2 separate regions of the Mus musculus genome follow, and region 1 is linked to region 2. The links are chromatin contacts, called in public Hi-C maps. All regions are on one chromosome and are shown on one strand. Each heading gives the region's core, a stretch centred on a gene start, on an enhancer-like site or on the middle of the called end of the contact. The rest is flanking DNA. Distances are from core to core; before and after follow the strand shown.

What was found. Hi-C and Micro-C count contacts between places; a contact is called where the count stands out from the background.
Region 1: a contact with region 2 is called in a Hi-C map of LSK cells, with 2.1 times the contacts expected there. The contact joins the promoter of Prex2 here to the enhancer-like site in region 2. A contact is called at or near these places in 1 of 484 Hi-C or Micro-C datasets (LSK cells), 2 of 115 datasets of contacts at active chromatin or transcription factors (embryonic stem cells and neural progenitor cells) and 1 of 9 other capture datasets (adipose tissue).

The regions. Positions count from the first base shown.
Region 1 is chr1:10,992,191-10,994,890 of GRCm38.p6, reverse strand. It overlaps Prex2 (phosphatidylinositol-3,4,5-trisphosphate-dependent Rac exchange factor 2), which reads right to left and starts at 1,426. Exons shown (of 40, transcript NM_029525.1): 1 at 982-1,426. The coding sequence starts at 1,098.
Region 2 is chr1:10,941,849-10,944,548 of GRCm38.p6, reverse strand. No RefSeq gene overlaps it. Among named protein-coding and RNA genes, the nearest start is that of Prex2, 50 kb to the left of the region's middle. Within about 2 kb of position 1,353, at least 9 of the 459 cell types and tissues checked have an H3K27ac peak or open chromatin away from gene starts, as enhancers often do. A contact at or near this core is called in LSK cells, where this site is marked.

The sequences.
Region 1 (2,700 bases), core at 177-2,676, 50 kb before region 2:
TACAGACTGAAGGAAACTGAAGGAGGAAGTTCGGAGTTTGAAACATTTCCCTTCCAACCTGGGGCTGGGGGCAGGATAGAACACTGGGATGAAGGAGAAAGTGGCCGGAGGATCTGGGTGGGGTTTTAACTCTTTTTCTGAAGGCCGCTCTCAAATATATCAGGATGGACAGGAACTGGCTGTAAATTCTTTGTATTTTCCGCAATGAGGAAAATTCCATCCTTAGGTGATGTCTCAGGAGTTCATTTTCCCACAGTTTTTCCTCTTCTGCTCTGAGACTGAATGAAATGATTTGGGGGCAGAATTCCAGTGAGTCAAACTGGGACCTGGAAACAGCTCCTGCCCAGTCTGTGAAACCCTGAAATTGTCGACTCGAGGTGAGTTTCATGATACCATTTTCAAGTGGTCGGCGTGCACAGGAGACTAGGACCCAAGTGGAGGGCAGATTTAAATCAGGAGAAAGAAGATTGTAGAGCTGTGAGGGAGGCGCACACATGTGGCTTTAATATGCAACAGCTGCCAGGGATGGTGACCCCGCTGCTCTTGCTCCTTCGCCTCCACCCTCAGAATCCAACGTTTCAATGATTATACCTAAAGGGACTTCACTGCTGTTGATCTAATAACCGACTCCGGCTACACAACATTCAAGGACTTTTAAAACACTGCATGTACCTGAAGGTAGCAAATTGAGACACAAAATCAAAACAAAATATGAGCCGAAAGAAAGAGGATAAGGAAAATGACACAATGAAATTTGCCCTGGGAGATGGATAAAGAAAATTAAGCGCAGATGGAACAGGCAGAATGGCCACTGGTTAACTTCTCCCACGCGAGTTCTTCAAGGCCTTGGCCACTCTGCACCCGTTCATCTACAGGTCTGTCCCCCGAGTCCCCGCGGTCCCCGCGTCACCTTTACGGATGCCGGGTGCTGGCGCAGACAATGCTCCAGACTTGGTGCCGTGCGCGGGGCCGGCTACTCACCGACACCAGGAACTCCAGCGTGCCCACGTAGTCGCGCTCGGTCTTCTGCAGCTCGCTGAGCACGCACACGCGCAGGCGAAGCTGCTTGTCTACTTCCCTGGCGCTTTCGTCGCTCATGGTGGCCGGCGGGGCGCGGAGCTGGGGGCAAGTGCGCTGCCCCGCGCCTGCTGCCGCCACTGCCGCCACTGCCGCCAGCAAAGTTGCCGCCTCTGCCGAGTCCCAGCCGGAACGCGTAGCTTCACATGCTGGCCGGAGGCCGGGGTGTGGGCAGAGGACTGTGCTCGGGCTGCGGTGCGAGCGCGGGACGCGCGGGACGCGCTGGACTCAGAACGGGACAGTCCCCGGAGAGCGGGAACCCAGCCCGGCCCGCTGCTCCGGCCTCACGCGGCTCCAGCCCGAGGGGAGGCGGCTCCAGCCACAGCGGTGACTTGGACATCAATCAAATGCTTTCAATCCATGTGACTCCGACCCTTTACCCTTAGCCAAATCTCAGGAAAAAGGAAACACAACCCTGGGGAAGTGTATCCTGCCAGCTAACTAAACACACACACACACACACACACACACACACACACAGGATGGAACTAATCCGAGGTTCCCAAACCTAGAAGGACACTTGTGAGGGCTGCTCTTGGGAATCCCGCCCACTGTTTAGCTTTAATGTGTTTTGCACCAAGTCTGAAAGCAAAGAAACAAGTCCCCGCGGTTACATAACTGCTTGGGAACAAAACAACCACACCACTGACCCTCCCGCGTTTGACAAGGAACACATTGATTTTGAGTTTTCGTCTACTACGAAACAGGTTCGGTTTATAGAAAAAAACAGCAAACAATGTTATTTCACAGGCAGACAACCTCTGTCAAAGCTTGAAATGTCAATTAGTGTGATAAATGAGGACATCAGAGCAAAGTAGCAGCCCTTACCTATGCACTGATTCACATAGAATAAGCATCACCCTGGCTGAGTACTTTGTAACACCGGGTGTATCTAAATTTTTTAAGTCTCACTGTAGTATTTCACTATCAGTTTAAATTCAAGAATATTTGTTCTCAGCTGTTTCCAAGAATTGTAATTTTAAAAAGATACAAATGTTGGATGAGGATGCATAGTAGGTGATTGACAGATGATACCTGAAAGACAGGTGGATGATAGCTGATTGACAGAGGACACACAGAAGCTAGTTATGCTTCAGTTTTGAAATGGAATGGCCAACGCATTTGATTTTAATGTTTAAGTTTATTGAATTCTCCCTTGGGACCAGAACCAAAACCTATAAATCTAACAAACCAAGTGATCCATTTGCATTTCCATCTAGATATTATCAACACATACTTTCAGAGCCATTTTTTCTACTTTACATAGTGTACAGCTAATGACATTTAAATAAATGGAAGTCGCACTCCTGAGGCAAGGAAGAGGCGGCCAAACTTGTTCCAAGATTCAGCAACCTGAGATAAACTAAAGATGTTTCCCTCGTTATTTACACTAAAGTTATCTCCAGTTTCCCATAAGTCTTTTCAAAATATGATTGTGACTTCCATGAAACAAAAAGGAATCTCGTACCTTCTTCTCATATTAAAGATTCAATATTTGAATAATATGAATGACGCTGATGGGAAAGGTAGCTTTTCTGTTTCCCTTGCATCTGGCTATTTAGAGGCAGCCAGGAGCAAAGGGCAAATAGTGTGGACAGCTTCACACAATAGCAGAAGAACAAA
Region 2 (2,700 bases), core at 104-2,603:
AGGAAACATACTTTGTTATTCTGCATTGTTTTACAACAAGGACACTTGCAATTATTCTAAAATAGACCTGAGTCTATAACAGATTCAGAAAAACATCAAACACATATACTCACTCTAATGAATTTGTTGCAAATGCAACTTTTTAAAAAAAATGTTTATTACTTTCTGAGATTTCCATATGTGAGGACTATATCTATATTATTTCCTCACTTTTGTCTCTCCCAGTTACCCCTTGGTTACTCTTCCCTACTCTGCTCCCTTTTAAACTTATGGCCTCTTTTTCCTTAATTATGATACATATAATAATTATATATGTATAATGCATACATATATATGTATATAATATATGCAATGTATTATACATATACATAGATAAATATAGCTTGCTTTGCACATTTAGTATTGCTCATGCATGTATGTATGTATGTATATATGTATGTATGAGTGTGTGTTTAGAGCTGACTACTTGGTATTGGATAACCAGTTAGGAGCCTCATCAAAGTCTCCCCCTCAGTAGTCATTAAATGATTGTGGTAGTAGTAGCAGTGTAGACATGTGGAATTTCCCCCATTTATAATGTCATTGTTTTGGTAACCATATTATTGAGAGTTCCTGGATAAAACTTCCTTACATAAGTTTTTTCTTAATGAAAGATGTCTTAAGCCTCCTATTAAAGAATTTTGTTGTTGCTTGAGACTGGATCTCATGTATGCCATACTGACCTCAAATTTCCAACCTTGAAAGTCTGATCTTGCCCCCACTTCCAAGTGACTGGACTGCAGGCAGGTTCTACAATGTCATATCAGGTTTGGCTTTATGTGACCCCAGAACTATACATTTTAGGTAAGCACACATGTGACTGAGCAACACTTCCAGCCAAAGAAACTAAATTCTCATGACACTTTAAAAAAATCATTTCTTTAAGTCTCATTTTGCACTAATGAGCTCGCACAAAGACCCCTCCACCACCACCACCCACACACACTGTAAGAAGAGCAGGTGCTTAAAGCAGGTTTTAAATTCACTTCATGTTTAAAGATGAAGACATTTCATTGAGAAGATCAAAAGAAAATATTTGTTTTTCAAAAGAAAAGAGACAGTTGGCATATCGGGAGAAGACCAGTGTAGAACTAGCCTCAATGTTAAGCAGAAACAGCATTCTCAGGAAAGCAAACTACAAACACACCAGGGGCTAGAAGTTAAGTTCCCTAACATGTTGATCATGGGGAGTAGCAGACACAATTTTAAAAGCCCTCAAAACTGAAAGCAAGAGCCTGCTTCAAATAGTGCAGCATCCAAACAGGCCACAAATCTCCATTTCCCTTTCCTCTTCCTTTTCACATTTACTTGGTTTCCTCCTGGCTTGCAAAAAGCCTTTCCACAGGGCTCCCCTACTGTTGGGAGACTCTTATGCAGGCAGGTCTCACTGTGGACGATTGTTCTCATCCATCTCAGTTCGGTGTTTAGGATTACACGTTTGTGAGCGAATTCTGCAAATGCTCACTTGCCCTGCAAGGGCTGGAATAGTGCCTAATTCAGAGAAAATTGTCAGTTAGCATTGGAGAACTGGGACAAATGGGACCTTGATTGGAGAAGCAAAGGAAAATAGTTTCCTTGCAAAAAATCTTAATGAGCTTTTTTGAACAGATAGTAATTTTATAAATTAGACAGCCTGTCAGACCAACTAGGAGGAGAAGCCACAGAAAGGTTTTGCTAGGCATTTGAAAAACAAACAAACAAACAAACAAACAAAAAATCAAGATGAAGGAAATGTGTTTCATTGCTTCATGTGGAAAGTACCTTATTAGAGGTTCCTTGCTATTGGCTAAGCTACATATATTTTACTGTTCATGTTGAGTTGGGCTGACTGATACTTGCACCATCTCAGACCTCTGGTTCCCGAATAATTCTTTCATCTTTTTTTCATTGCAACAGGGTCTTACTACATAGCTCAATCTGACCTCCAACTTACTATCCTCCTGCCTCAGATTCCTATGTGAGTTCTGAGATTACAAGCAGTCATTATCATTCTCAGACTAATTTTTAAAAAATGATTTCAAGGGCTGAAGAGATGACTCAGTGCTTATAAGCACTGGCTGATGTTCCAGAGGTCCTGAGTTGACATTCTACTGCCCAAATGGCAGCTCACAACTGTCTATAAACAGAGGTCCCATGGGATCTGATGCCCATAAACATAAAATAAATAAATAATTAAAATAAATACATAAATCATTTTTAAAAGATTTGAAAGCAACTTTAGTGGTTTATTTTACTCTTTATACCATTCAATGTACTACTTTGCTTTTTCAAATTGTTCTATTTTGTTGAGACCATGTGGAATCTCTGTGAAATTTTTTGACTTTCAGGTTTGTTCTAAAGAGTAGACAAATATTTCTGTCCATATATTCACAAGCCTTAGTTAGGATTTTATTGCTGTGAAGAGACACTGACCATGGCAATACTTATAAAGGACAATATTTAATTGGGGCTGGCAGTTTCAGAGGTTTAGTCTATTATCATCATGGTGGGAAGCATGGCAGCATAAAATAAAACAAAACAAAAATAACAACAACAAACAAACAAACAAAAAAACATGGTGCTGGATAAAGAGCTGAGAGTGCTACATCTTGATTCAGAGGCAGTATAAAGGGACTGTATCCCACAATGGGTGGAGCTGGAGCATAAGAAACCTCAAAGCTG